Linked DNA regions of Zea mays: region 2 is linked to region 1. Evidence: chromatin contacts called from public Hi-C data. All regions are on one chromosome and are shown on one strand. The core of a region is the stretch at or near the end of the contact, and the rest is flanking DNA. Distances in the headings are between cores, read along the strand shown. Region 1 holds the start of LOC100280549 (ubiquitin-conjugating enzyme E2 W). Region 2 holds the start of LOC100274317 (benzoxazinone synthesis 9).

Region 1 (7,836 bases), core at 3,849-6,348:
TGTACACCTGCTCGCTATTCTTATAGACAAAACACATTATAGAAGCAGATACGGATTGAAGCAAAAAAAAACATGAAGTTGAGTTTTAGACCTAAAGGATTTAGGTGCATGTGCAAGTGTTTTCCGTGCGCGATGGAGCTTTCTTGTTGGACAAGGTGCGAGCTTAGACAGTCGGAACATATGAAATTAATGGCGCTAGCAAACAGTATGAAGACTGACTTCAATTTCTACGAAACTGTAGCACTATTTTTCCTCTCGAAGCAATCTATGAATGGAATAGAATATTTTCATTTACGTTTTGAAACTGTAGCCATGAATTCTGCAGCCAAAACTTCCATTGGCAGCATACTCTACAGAGGATCTCGAGAATATACACCATTGCAGTTCAAACTCAGCGTCAGGCTACCCCCACTTCACACTTGATTTCAAAACATCCATAAACAGAGACTGAAAACTGGAAATACCAAATCCATGAGCACACAGATAATTTGTGACTAGTTGGAACTATCACAGTAGCAGCAGTACAGCACTACAATGAACAAATAGGCAAATGCATAAGCAGACTGCAGACTGATACGAAGGCACATTGACCACAACAAATCATAGTCAAACCTGCACATTACTTTTGAGCTCGTTTCAGTGACTTAGGCAGGGTACAATCTTGCTTTATTCTATATTATATCATTGATGGTGATAACACATATTCCCAGACTGACACGTGAGCAACTCATTTACATACCACCACAGCAAGGTAAGCTTCGCAATCCAATAGAGGGCTGCTTAGAAATAGGCCTAAATCATCTCATCTCCCCCTTGAAGAGATATATCACAGTACAGAAGGCTGACAGGCAATGCCACAGAGATCATTACACCGTGTCGTCATGGAACCACCATCTAGTCTCCTTTGGCGACCTCCCGTTGCGGCAGTTCCTAACATAGCGGTCATTGTCCGCCGGGCGTTGCTGCAAACAATACATTCTAGCTAGTTAGAGTCTGGCTATGGAGTGAGAGCACCGAGGTTTGAATAGATCAAGTAGTATGATGACTAAGTGTCACCTTTGCTGGCGAACTAGACAACATAGACAGGATACTGATACAGACAGAGCTCACGGTCATCGCTGGTGACCACGAGTCATACAGAATATCTGCAGACAAGAGTAACAGCAGGAATTTGTTAATCACAAACCATACAGTAAACTGTAATCCACATCCATCAAGGCTCCACAAAAATTGTTTACGTTCCATTCAATATCTCAGAGAACTCATGAGTAAGTGGACAGTGGATTAATGGAAAACAGAAGAGAGTAAATTCTCCAGACGCAAATGTAAAGGGTATAAATACTTTGATGTAGGCTTTAGCTATTATACAATTTACAAGGCGATTGTAGACCATGGTTGACGGGGCTCCAAGGTCATTATTTTCATCTCATTCACAAACTGAGAAAAATCCACCAAGGTCAACAAAGAACTTGTGAAAACAAGTCCAACAGGGTATATGCTTCCTTTCACACTCAGTATAGATTTTCTAATGTAGAATAGTAAGGTGATAATTGGTGCCGCTACGCTGCTTTTTGAACCATTTTCAGCTACATGAATTTCAGATCCATTGGTTACATCAACTTAAAATTGATCTCTGGTAGACTACATTCAGTACAGTAAATCATGAGATATGGCAACCAATAAATTTAAATCCTGGTGAAACATTATTTTGGTGCTCAATATTTTATTAGTCATGTCTCCTCCATAAGTTGTATGTCCATAAAAAAACTACTCCCTCCGATCAGAAATATAAGTTCATAATTTTAGGTTTGTCCTAAGTCATTTTCTTTAAACCTTAAAAATGTAAATAGTTTTTTAACACAAGATTAGTGCTACTAGATATTTCATGATAAGTAATTTTATAACATATAACTTTCTATTTAAAATATTTTTTACAGAAATTAATGGTTAAAGTTTCACCTTGCCTATATCCTGAACTAAGTTTTTTTTTATCAGAGGGGGTATTTAAGTTTCTCACCTCACTTCAGAGAGGGCACTAGGTATATATTTAACAGACAACTAAACTGGAATTTTAGAGCATTTTGCAAAGCTGAGTAGGTTATTGACATAACAGATAACAAAGGAAAACTGTGCAAGAGTCACTTAGCAACCACTGCTGAGAGGCACAGATTTCCATTCACATCTAGGTGTTGATGTTTAGAAGTGTTGTAAAGAGGGATGGCTCCAATGACAAAGCTCATAATTCTCATTTTCTACAATAGCAGCTATAACAGGACTGACATGCATGTCAAGAGAACTACTAAGTACCGGTGGGGAAAATATATGGCTTAGTCGCATACTATTGGATCGATCATTGAAATTATGGGCACAAGAGGGAAAACATTGATATAAGCAATACAGGGCATGCCATTAGTCCATTATGGAGAACTGATATTCAGGATTGCACTTACAATTACCAACAGCTAACTTGTAGTTAAGATTTAGTAGCTACAATCTGTATAAGAAATGAGACAGTAAATGACACCATTTAGCACAGAAACAGATGAATAAGAATCTCCTACTAACAAATAAACAAGTCCATCCATGAGACAATCTATCTAATTTCACATGCAGCCTGGTCACTCTGCATGTGATGGATTGAAATAGTATATGTGTATGTGTATACCATATCTTGTTCCCTTTGACTTGCTATTACTTGAAACAATATATACATAGAGCAAGGAACCGAGGACATAACCTATGTGGATACATTAAATAGTTAAATGAGAAGAATAATGCCAAAAACAACCTTTTCACATAGTTACTTGAAGTGTTTTATATGAAATTATGAATAACTGTTCATTTATTCCCCAATGTACTAGCATCTGCTTTCATAGAATGTAAGTAACGATGGAACCTGAATAACAAGGATTCAAGCCATATAATAGTTAGAAGTAAACTAAAGAAGTGTTCTGTAATTAATTCTCAAACTATATCTTCACATTAAGATGTTAGTCTGTCACAAACTTTCCAATAAGTTAATTTGCTGAAGACGGCTGCAATGGCCAGCCAACCTAACATGCTTCCCTACCTAACACATTATCCCCTGCTACATTCTGCGTTCTGCCTACATCTGCACAATTAGATATTCATATCCAGGCTCATAACTCATAGTCATAACTGGATGCTCAAATGACTTTTTAAAGAAGGTACTGAAAATTCTGACTTTACTTTTTCTTCATGTTTAGAACTCTCTACTGTCATCAAGGAACATGACAAAAAAAAAAAACATTTGGCGCGAAATAAAAAGGTTGTTTTTTATGCACACATGCATAGTACTATAACAGTATGCTAATAGGAATTTTTTCTACGGGTTAATATGAGATAAGATGGAATATATTCTCCAATAAATAACCAAGAAAAAGGAGATTTAGCAACAATTTTCCAATAATACACAATTATCACAACTCACAAATCTAACAAACTGACAGACAACAATGCGTGAAGTCATAAACAAGAGTAGCATCTAGACACCTCAAGTAATCATTTTTAAGGGAAAGGCTGTAGGGAAAACCCCTACAACACGATTTTATCAAACCCTAATCAATTTCAGAGGCAAGAAAGATCATGAGGTTGTTAAAAGAAGTTATAACTCATGATGTAAGGATAGATACAAAACAAGACTTTAGCTACTATTGTGCTAACGACTAGCTGGGAATTTAGCCACTATTGTGCTAATGACTAGCTGGGACTTTAGCCACTATTGTGCTAATGACTAGCTGGGACTTTAGCCACTATTGTGCTAATCACTAGGTGGTACAGATGCATAGGCGTAATATGATATGAGCATGATAAAAGAACAACTGGACAAGCCACCAGCATCCAGGCATTAAGATAACTTTAGAAGGCCAAATACAGAACTCCTGAACATAGCAATTTCACACACATATGGCAATCCAATCAAGATCCTTTTAGTAACAAAAGGAAATGTGTGTTGAGGCATCTCAGTCGTGAGCCTACTAAATAGCACTATAAAAGCACAATTGGTTAAGTTGGCAACTTTCTTCTAACAAATAGAATCTTAGCACCTAACTGACAGCTAGATGGAACATTATTAGGTCAGGCAAAGAACATTCCCATTAGGCCACCGCCACAAAGCTAATGAAAAGCATTATCAAACATGGAGTCATGTGCAAATGTTCTCCATCAGACAAGATGGCTAGGAAGCAGTTTTACCTAAGCAGATGTGCCCGTTGCTGTAAATGTGTGGATGCATTGGCGCTGGATTGAGAAAAATGACCTGGAAAAGATGAGTCCAATCAAATGAAATGGAAGGAACAGAAGAAATGAGAAGACAAACAATCGACTAAAGGTGCAATCTTTGTCGAGAAAACCAGACCTGAGGTGCCTCCATAGGATAATGCTCAGGGAAGTCAACCTGCAACTGGTAAGCCTCGCCGGCGTAAAGGGTGCCCGCCGCTCCGGTGACCTCAATTACCCACCTGTTCAGTTATCCAGAGAGAATTATCCTATCAGGCAGGTAGTCCAAATCCACCTCCACAGAGAACGACTGAGATCAAAGAAAAGCCCTAGATATCAAGAGCAAATATCAACAGAAGAAGAGGGTTCTTGAACGGTTGAACCCACCCAACTAGATGACGGCAACAAGGCTAAAGAAAAAAAATACCCACATAAATACGAAAAAGAAAAGACAAACACAACAAAAATGAGGAATTGCAGGGAGGGCGGGAGGGATACGATGAGAAAGGCGGCACCTTTGGAGGTTATCGGAGACCTTGTGCTTGAACCCGACGGGGGGGTTTTGCTGCCACTCGGCGAGCTCTTTCTGCAGCCGATTGCAAGCGATCTTGCTCAGCGCCTGCACAGGCGAAAAGGGATCGATCGAATTGTTAGCCGAATCGGGACGGAAAACCAACCGCCTGGGCGCTCCCCGGGCGGCGAATCCGATGGATTGGGGGGGAGGAGAGCACGTACCTTTCTGGAAGGAGAGGAGGAGCTCGTCATGGTGGGGGGCTGGGTTCTTGGTTTCTTGGGAAAGGGAATCGAATTCTAGAGGAAGTCGGAAGGCGGAGACGAAGGCCAAGGAGAAGGAACGAAACCGCGGCGCAGTCTGCTATTCATCCTCTTTTATATCGATTTCAGACTTGGATGCTTCCGTTTTTTTTCTTTTCTTTATTATTCTTTTATTTTTCTGCGTTCATCAAATCCCTACTAATTATTAAGACTGTAAGAGTAGTCTGTCTCCGATTCTACCTCCCTCCGATTCTACCTCCCGTGTTCTGCCCACCTCGATCGTGGATGATGGGCCCCTGCGTTAGTGTCTCCGTTCGTCTTCCCGTTAGTGTCTCCGTCCGTCTCCCCTCGAACGATGCTCGCTCGCAAGTCGCAACGCAGCAATCGCTCTACGTCTTCTGCCAATCCGCTTCTACTCTATCCCGATCCCTAACCCCTCTGCTCGCAGCCGCCACCTCCATGGTGGACGCCTCCACTCAACCGCTCACGTCCTCCTCATCTCTCTCAAATGCTCCCCTCTCTTTCATGCCCCCGTGTCGCATGACTCTCTAGCGCTCGACTCCCTCCCCGAAATGGCGACGCCTTAGACCAACTCCAGCAGTGCTGGCTCCGAATCCGTATCCTACGGAGTGGCAGGCGTGGATACGGAGGTACGTATGAAGGGTGGTTTGCAGGAACGCTCCGTATTTACACTCCCTATTCACATGCATGCAGACTATGACAGCTGGGTCCCGCGAGCACAGGCTTTTAATTGCACCATTTCTCAGACTTGTGCGGAGAGGAGAGAGAAGACGTGGCGAAGGGGAGCCTCCGTACACGGCGTGCTTTTTAGGGTGACGGATACGGAGTCCGCTGGACTGATAAATAGTGTGCTGCGCAGTGCAAAAAGGAGATACGGAGCCACATACGGAGGCTGCTGGAGTTGGTCTTAGGCCGTCGGCGCCGCGTGCCTCCTCCTCGCGCCGCCTCCTCGTGGTGGCACCAACGCGTGTTGCGCCAACTGCGTTGCGGAGCTGAGCAGGTAGGGTCCCACGCCGCACCCACTGCCAACCGCGCTTCGGGCGTCCCCGCTCGTGCCCGACTTCCTCGAGCCGCCGATCGTTCCCATGGGTGGAGCCAGCATCGACGCCACCGCCCGTGCCCAATGCCGATCTGGAGGATGTCATTCTCGAACCTAAAGGTCGAATTGTGTTCAAGTATTATCACTATGAATTGTTGTACAATGCGATCCAATTCTATGCATTTGTACCGGTACCCCACAGGAAATCTTGAAATTTTGTTTCAAACTTTTGGCCTGTTTATGCTTTTTCGTTTTCTATCACGCTTTCTGCTATCAGTTAGAATGGGGGTCCTTTGTCATTACCTCATTGGTGTGTCTGCCTTTGCCTCTCTGTCTGCAGGCGATACTGTTCTGCACGACTTGGAAGGTTGTACAAGTCTCTCAAGTTTTTGCATGGCCGAGGTAAATATAACAAAAGGAATATAACCGAGTCAATAGTCACAAATGTGAGGTGTGGTCCCTTCTGCTGATAATATGCTATATAGCATGTTGCTTTTCTTCATAATTCTCTTTGCAGTCTTATATAAACCTTGTCTGATGTTTTGAGCAAGGACTATTACAATTTGTTTGAACCTAGAGAGGACTTCATGAAGCAATTTAACATGTGAGAGCAGGTTTCTCCATGTAGTGTTTTATATGGCCGAGCGAGCATGGAGTCATGCCATCGAGAAGAAAACTTCTGGTACAAATGCAAAAACAGTGTATCTACATGTCTGGTCGATTTCGGAAAGCAGTTAAATGGGCGTCACTTTTCACAATTATGTTTTGTAAAAGGAGATTCTAGGAAATCTCTAGAAGCTGACGTATATTTTCTTTCACTTTCTATCAACTGTATTTTTAATAGTATTTGAACTATTTTGAAGACAAATCTAAAATATTTTCACCAAAATGCAATTGTTTCTCAGGCATATGCTTCATATATGAAAGGTGCTTTGTTTTCTGAGCAAGACAAGAATATAGATGCCATAATAATAAATTTCAAGAATACGAGGTTTGTGTAATTCTGCTTGTTTTGTCAGAATATATGATCATTACATCCTGTCGTTGTTTATCGTGTGGATATTTTTATTATTGTTCCTTTTTGAATGAGTAATTAGGGTGAGTTTTTTAATGATTTTGAGTAATCTATTACCTATTTCTCTATAGGGCTATATATGAGGAGCCTAGGAAGTATGGTAGTATAGAAAATGAACTTTTATGCTATCAGTGCATCGAAGAAGTGGAGCCTGCTAATGATCTTCTCAATGAAGATGAATGTATTTATTTTGTTACTGCTCCTCTGACTTACCTTGATTTCCTTTTAAGAGTAAGTTAGGGGCTCTCACATATTGCAATGGACCATAAACTTAAATGTTAGTTTGATATGGTTTTATATTGAAGAGTCATTTTTTCAGAATCAATTTTCTTATCATTCTTTTAGTGGTTCTGCATAGGAGCTACAAGGTTGGAGAGAAGGGATTTTATACTTGCATAGGAGTTGCGTTTTTTTACTTGCTGTTTGAGGATTGCACCCATTTTAGGAGCAAGCTTGCCATATTTATAAGCCACAACTGTTTTACTATGTATCTAGACATAGTGCATATTTAGCTGCATAACAAAATCTATGAACCTTGAAAAGACAACGACTTACGATTTGGAACATAGAGTACATTTTTGAACCTTTTGAGTTTTATCAGGCCCTGCGATCCACAAAGTTTTATTGGAAGTGCTTTTCTATATAAGTCATGTTCATGTATATCATGTTTGTTGCAATTTCTTGTTTA
Region 2 (7,836 bases), core at 3,196-5,695, 290 kb after region 1:
TTGGTCATGTGTGTCCACTGTTTTCCGAACAGTCACACAGTCATTATTGAGTTTAACTTACACAGAGTTATAAAATAAGATAAAATTGAAATATTACATTGGAGATTCAGTCAGATTCATAGTCATTCTTAATCACTTTCGTCCTAGTAATTAACATGGCAAGTTGTCGCCCTCCTAATTCTTGCAATCACCGCGTGTGCTGCTGACTCCTCCACCGCCATAGTGCATCCAGATTGCTGTGTCTCATCCCCCTCACTCTGTGCCTCATCTTGATTCCCATCTAGTCCTTTTTTTATTGTTGGGCGACCTCTTTTTCTTGGAGTCCAACCTACAGTTTTCGCACTTCTCTTTTTGTCCTTGTTCTCGACCGCTCTGCTTCTGTTTGGGTTCTGAGGGCATGTTGTGCTATAGTGCCCCCTAACATGGCAGGTTTGACACTCTCTTATGCCCTGACCCCCACTATATGTGTTGTATGGATTAGCAGGTTCCACACTATTTTTAGCACATTTAGCCCCACTGGCAGACTTCCTACCCTTCGTGCGCGACACTGGCGGTTCAGTCAATCTTAGATCAGTGAGGCAGTTTGCAGAATCTGGATTGAGGCCCGATTCTGGTGGTGGTGTAGGTCCAGTTGGCATCACAACAGGTTCTATATTGTTGTCAGAACTTTGTTGTGTTGGTGCGATGGGACCAATATTCCGCCGTCCTTCTGCATCTTGCTGCAACTCAGTATTTGTTGCTTCGTCCGGACCAATCGGACCAATCTCCGATGTTCGTAGAAGCTCAATCCCAGGAGTTATCATGTCGATGTGCCTGATAGTTTCAGTGTATGCTCTATCAGATTTGCTTCCCGCTCTTCCCAGTCGCATTAACTTTGGCAGCAGCTTCGACAACCTTGACTGCTCTGTCTCATTTTGACCACCAACACTCACATCGTGCCGGTCCCACGGAACCACAGATCTTGCATTACGTGTATATCGCTTCAGAATGTACTTTTCAGGTATGTTTTGGACTTGGAGGTGGGTGAATGCCTTTATTATGTGCATGCAGAACAGACCTGCATTTTTTTTGTTGCAATTTGGATGTAAATATGCAGGAACATCAATGTTTAATTTTTTTAAACATTTTTTTAATGTGCATGCAGAACCGACCATTCATCATATATATATATATATATATATATATATATATATATATATATATATATGTGTATATATATATATATATATATATATATATATATATATATATATATATGGTTTTTATATATACTATAATTTTTTATGAAGTTTAAAAAAATTATAGACTATTTATAATATAATAATACATGTTATTATCAGGTTAAATAGATTAAAATGGTTAGTGACAATTAAAGAATATGGTAGGAGGAGATTGGAGCTTGCCTCTCTATCCCACTTACCGAGGGTGTCATTGTCATGGGGAACAGTTATTTTCCCATGCTAGGTTGTGTCCACCAAATTATGTATACTCCCTCCGGTGCAGTAAAAGAAGTCATCCTGCGCGTGCACAAAAAGAAGTCATAGCGCGCGTGGGTCTGGAATTTGGACGTTGTTGCCCCTAGTAATTGCACAAAAAAAGATGCATTTAAGAGGAATCGAACTTGAGACCTCCAGTCTAGAATGCCTTGGAGCTGCTGCAGCAACCAATCAAGCCTGATTGTTTTAGTGACGTTAATGCACCCATATCCCTATTTAATAGGGGCAAACAGGGAAAACTCTATGATAATTAATCACTCCTTGGTATGCACAATCATGTCCTAAACGACTACCTTTACTGCACTGGAGGGAGTACAATCATATAAAATATTATTTTTACACTGTAAAACTCGAATCTCCAAGCACATGTGGTAATGGTGGTGTGGGTGCGGCGGCGGTGGCGCCCCCGACAATGCCTCAGCCAAGAGCAGCAAATAAATAATCCCTCAACGATACGCGATCTCTCTCGGTTAGTGGATGGCTCTAGCGACTAGCCATCTGATGCCTGGCTTTTTAAAACGGTTTTCCCGGTTTGTTTCTAACGGGGTTCAATGTTTTTTTATCGGTTCATCACGGTTTTTTTTAAGCGGATCAGACAGGTCAGTGCTCTGATCTTATCGGTCAAGCCGCAGGTCCGGTCTGTCCCAATAAAAGCTAGTTTCAAAGTAAGAAGAGCCAAACCCAAATATAGAAAAAACCTCCCATGAAGAAGAACTAAAGGGGTGTTTGGTTTCTAGGGACTAATGTTTAGTCCCTAAATTTTATTCCATTTTAGTTCCAAAATTGCTAAATATAGAAACTAAAACTTTATTTTAGTTTCTATATTTAGTAATTTATACACTAAAAAGGAATAAAATGAAGGGACTAAACATTAGTCCCTAGAAACCAAACACCCTCTAAGGCTATTCACATAGTATCACACCTATTTAATATCTTTTGTGTACGATGAAAAGTTAATATGGTATGTGAGTAAAAAAGAAAGAGGAAAAAATAGTATTTTCAAAGAGATACTATTTAGGTACGAGATCATATCCATTAATTTTTAATCATCTAAGTGATCCACAATTTATACTCTTGTACATATGTAACGTTTAATTGTTTTGTGAAAAAAATATAAAATAACATATGATATTACACATTGGAATAACTATATCTTCTAGAATAATATACATTTTGATGCCCGTTTGGACAGAGGGGCTAAGTTTTAATCCTATCACGTCAGATGTTTGAATAATAGTTAGAGATATTAAATATAGTATAGTTACAAAACTAATTACGCATATAATGACATATAATGTCTAAACGGTAAAAACGAGTCTATTAAGTTTAATTAGTTCTTGATTCGATCGTATAGTCTAATTATAAAAACTAATTATGCAAATAATGATTAAACGGTAAGACGAGACTACTAAGTCTAATTAGTTCATGATTAAATCGTGTCATGCTACAGTAAATATTTGCTAATCATGTATTAATTAAGCTCAATAACTTTGTCTCATCGTTTAATATTTATCTATGTAGTTGGTTTTGTAATTCGATTGTACTTAATACTCATAATTGATATTCAAACATCTAATGATACGTGGACTAAACTTTAGTTAAAGCAAGTTTAATAATACAGCGAACTGTCGGCTATAAGGACCTTTGCAGCCTACATATCATCCCACTTGTATACTACATGACCCCCACTTTCTTGTTTTTTTGTCTAAACCGGCTATAAATTTATAGTCCGCTTCTCCTCTCTTTCCTCATTTCTCTCCTCCACATAAGTATCTAACCTACTTAACGAGCAAGTTTAATAATATAGCCTACAACGAGTTATATAATGTTGCCATGTCACATATGGCCAATTAAAAGTCTACTCATATAATAACTCTCGTACAATACAAGTTACACATTTAATATTTGGTCCACCTCTCTCTCATATAGAGAGCCTTGGAGTCCGCGTGCAACCGACACTTAGGCTATTTCCAGTAGCTTACTACTCTCATATCTATATTCAAACTCCACTCTGCTACAATGCAAAACAGTACCAACCAATGTTTTGGGTAACTATATGGGTGAACTGCTAAACACGGTCTTAGCTAGCTACCAATGAGCATCTTACTTTTATTATATCATCGTTTATCTTTTTCCACGTCGCCATAAATTTGATGTGGTATGTACTGTAACCCGTCTACATCATTTATTAGGATTGCTCAGGTCTGTTTGTTTAGAATTATAATAAAATTAGATTATATAATCTAACTTATTTTAAACTGGATCTGACTTATTTGAAAATAATACTTAGTTTAAAATAAATTAGATTATATAATCTAAATAGATTATAATATCAAACAAAGAGGCTAGGGAAAAAAGGAGCCAAAAGTGAGGGAGCCATATGTGTGGTGTCAGGCGCGTGCTGGCTGACCACGTGGCAAAAAATGGGTTGGAGTGGCACAGGCCGAGGAGCCAAAGAATTGTGGTGTTATCCGCTAGCCGACCCCGCCGCTGCTGACGTGGCGTGCGGCCATAGGCTAGACAGCGTCACACTCACACCCCCGCGTGGACCGTAGCAAGGCCCGTGGGCCCCACCTACGTCTCCGGTTGGCAGAAACCGGTGCCCTCTTCCTGCCCCGTTTTGACGTTTGGGGATCTCGAAACCCCCGCCTCGGTTCCTGTTTTCCCCGCCGTTTGGCCCCGAGACTGCTGCGCCCACCAACCCAGCTCACCCAGCCGATGACACGCGGGCCCACTATGGTCGGGCCCGGCGTCACACGTAACACGTCACCGCTCCGCACGTGGGAATGGACCACCCGACCGTGTCTGCGGCGCCTCCCTTCCCCCCACTAATAAATTACTAACACATCGTGGGTCCCACGCCCCTCTCGCGAAACACGCACGCGCCGTCCTTTTCTCCCCTCTATATGGCAAGTGGACACCGACAGGCAGCACTGTCCGTCCGCTTCTCTCTCCCCATCTCCATCTGCAATCCTCGCTCGCCCACACTCGGCAGCCATGGCGTCGTCGCGCACCGGAGCCGGAGCCGGCGGCCGTGTGGTGGTCTTCCCGTTCCCATTCCAGGGCCACTTCAACCCGGTGATGCGGCTGGCCCGCGCGCTGCACGCCCGGGGCCTCGCGATTACCGTCTTCCACAGCGGCGCCCTGGACCCGGCCGACTACCCCGCCGACTACCGCTTCGTGCCCGTGACCGTGGAGGCGGACCCGAAGCTGCTGGCGTCCGAGGACATCGCCGCCATCGTCACCACGCTGAACGCCAGCTGCGACGCCCCCTTCAGGGCCCGCCTCTCGGCGCTGCTGGCCGCCGAGGGGAGGGACAGCGTCCGGTGCGTCTTCACCGACGTCAGCTGGAACGCCGTGCTGACGGCGTCCAGCGACCTCGGCGTGCCCGCGCTCGGCATGATGACGGCCAGCGCCGCCTCGTTACGCGACTACATGGCGTACCGCACCTTGATCGACAAGGGCTACCTGCCGGTGAAAGGTGAGTCCGTCTCCGTCTTCCATCCAATCGTAGTCGGCGAGGTTATTAGCAGAGAGAGACTAGATTAGACTTGCTTATCATCACATACCTGCAGAGGAGCGCAAGGAGGATCCCGTACCCGAGCTACCCCCGTACCTCGTCAAAGACCTGCTCCGGGTCGACACGTCCGACCTGGAGGAGTTCGCCGAACTGCTGGCCCGCACCGTCACAGCGGCGCGGCGCGCCTCGGGGCTCATCTTCAACACCTTCCCGCTGATCGAGACAGACACGCTGGCCGAGATCCACAAGGCCTTGTCGGTGCCGGTGTTCGCCGTCGCCCCGCTCAACAAGCTGGTGCCGACGGCCACGGCCAGCCTGCACGGGGTGGTGCAGGCGGACCGGGGCTGCCTGCAGTGGCTGGACACGCAGCAGCCGGGCTCCGTGCTGTACGTCAGCTTCGGGAGCATGGCCGCCATGGACCCGCACGAGTTCGTGGAGCTCGCGTGGGGGCTCGCCGACAGCAAGCGCCCCTTCGTGTGGGTGGTCAGGCCCAATCTCATCCGCGGCTTCGAGTCCGGCGCGCTGCCCGACGGGGTGGAGGACGAGGTGCGCGGCCGTGGCATCGTCGTCGCCTGGGCGCCGCAGGAGGAGGTGCTCGCGCACCCGGCCGTCGGCGGCTTCCTCACCCACAACGGCTGGAACTCCACCGTCGAGGCCATCTCGGAGGGCGTGCCCATGGTCTGCTGCCCGCGGCACGGGGACCAGTTCGGCAACATGAGGTACGTGTGCGACGTGTGGAAGGTAGGCACGGAGCTCGTGGGGGAACAGCTGGAGAGAGGCCAGGTCAAGGCCGCCATCGACAGGCTCTTTGGCACCAAGGAAGGGGAGGAGATCAAGGAGAGGATGAAGGAATTCAAGATCGCTGCGGCCAAAGGCATCGGCATCGGCGTCGACGTCGACGAAACTGCGTCGCCCCGCACGGATTTAACCGATTTGGTTGATCTCATAAAATCCTTCTGAGCTCATGACGATCGATCTGTTGGGTGATGCCTACTCTGTCCATCGTGCTCGACTTGTCTTCCTACTACTGTACCACTGTCTGTGCTCACTTTCACGTTCCTGACGGTGTTGTGTTCTAGTGTATCATTGTGCGATCAGTTCCATGTTCTTGGCCATGTTTTAGAATAAAACAGAAAACTTGTGTTCTTGGTGTACCACTGTGCTCACTTTCATGTTCTTGACGGCGAGTTGGAATAAAACAAGACTTGTGTCATGGTGTACCATTGCCATCATTTTCATGTTAATATAAAGATTTGACGCAAGACGCAACATTCGTAAACACATATATCCACATCAAATAAATTAGGGCGTGTTTGGTTTACGGTAGATTTTAAGAATCTGATTTTAAGAATATATTATGGATCCAAACAGAGTTTATTCTGTGCCTTAGATTCTACGCTCATAGAAACAAAATCTGTAGAATCAATCCATAGTTGGGTTTTCTTGGGTAACGTGAACATGCAGATTTTAAAAATCTGCGGAAACCAAACGCGGCCTTAGAGACATTTGTGACGGTAGCTATAGATGTCCAAACGGGCCACCCGGCACGGACCCGGCCCGAACCCGTTTCGGCCCGATACGAACAGGGCCAGGCCAGGCACGACCCGTTGATGCTTCGGGCCGGGTCGAGCTGGCCCACGTGCCTAGAAACATGCCCAAACCCGGCACGCACAGGGAAAAATCGTGTCGGGCCGGCCCGTTGGCCCGGTGGGCCTCAACGGACCGGGTCGGGCACTGGCCCGAACCAACAGTAGAACGGTATATAAATACATATATTTAACAGAATTAATCATATATAATAACATATTATTTATATATATTAAGACAACAAAATATTTATGTATGCATTTTATATTTATGTATGCATTTTATATATGTTTGGCCGCGTATTTAGTATTTATATACTATGAGAGAATTAAATGTATTTACATATTTAGTATTTATATAAATATGCGGGCCGCCGTCGGGCCGACCCATTTATCGGGCCGGGCCGGGCCACAGCACGCGGGCCGCCGTATCTGTCCATACCCGGCCCGCTAAACGGGCCGTGCCGGCCCGGACCCGTAACCGACCGTGTCGGGCCGTGTTTGGACCGGGCTAAATTCGTGTCGTGCCACGGGCCAAACGGGCGGCCCGCACTGTTTGGACATCTATAACGGTAGCCTTCTCCCACCTTACAATTATGACATTGCATCTTTTTTTTATTTTTTAATCATTAATTTTAATTTTCACTAATAGTGTTAAAAGAGATAGGTAAACGGCAACTTTGTTTTCAAAACAGAAAGCTAAAATCACAAAGCTGAGTATAATTACAATTATCGCTTTTTATTAGCATGTCGAGTAGCAGAAAAGGTCGGACGGTCCGCGATCAGATTAACTCGGACGAGAGTCCTTATTCTGTATGTGTTTACCCTACTAACCGCACCGGAATTTGTTGGGATATGCACAGGGATGAGTTCAGACCTCCCTGTATATATGAAGGGGTACGACCGATCGAAACACAACACAATCGATCCAAATCAATACTGTCGGTGTTTCGGACCCGCGAGGATCGTCAACCGACTAGTGAATTTGTTGCTGCGTGTCCCTGCCCAGATGGGTTGATGCAAGATGGAACACAAGCGGGAGGATGAGGCTTATATTATCTTGCACCGGGGTGCTTGTAGTAGGGGTTACAAGCGGAGAGAGAGAGAGAGGGTCTGGCCCTGAGGTGAGCTGTCTGAGTTAGCCTCCTTTGCGTCTCTCCCACTCTGCCGGCCTCTGCTCCCCTTCTCCGCCCCTTAGGAAGGCCCTGGACATCCCCTTTTATAGATACAAGGA

The links. Hi-C and Micro-C count contacts between places; a contact is called where the count stands out from the background.
Region 2: a Hi-C map of leaf shows a contact between it and region 1, with 4 times the contacts expected there. The contact joins the promoter of LOC100274317 here to the promoter of LOC100280549 in region 1. A contact is called at or near these places in 4 of 25 Hi-C or Micro-C datasets (bundle sheath, ear, leaf and 1 more) and 2 of 3 datasets of contacts at active chromatin or transcription factors (leaf and seedling).

Annotation. Positions count from the first base shown.
Region 1 is chr1:184,100,200-184,108,035 of Zm-B73-REFERENCE-NAM-5.0, forward strand. It overlaps LOC100280549 (ubiquitin-conjugating enzyme E2 W), which reads right to left and starts at 5,099. Exons shown (of 6, transcript NM_001153468.1): 1 at 4,975-5,099; 2 at 4,755-4,858; 3 at 4,379-4,481; 4 at 4,216-4,279; 5 at 1,057-1,145; 6 at 601-962. The coding sequence starts at 5,004. The coding sequence ends at 867.
Region 2 is chr1:184,387,234-184,395,069 of Zm-B73-REFERENCE-NAM-5.0, forward strand. LOC100274317 (benzoxazinone synthesis 9) reads left to right here and starts at 4,446. Exons shown (of 2, transcript NM_001148680.1): 1 at 4,446-4,977; 2 at 5,072-6,228. The coding sequence starts at 4,494. The coding sequence ends at 5,976. LOC109943471 reads right to left here and starts at 2,276. Exons shown (of 2, transcript XM_020546554.1): 1 at 1,421-2,276; 2 at 1-1,057. The coding sequence starts at 1,046. The coding sequence ends at 144.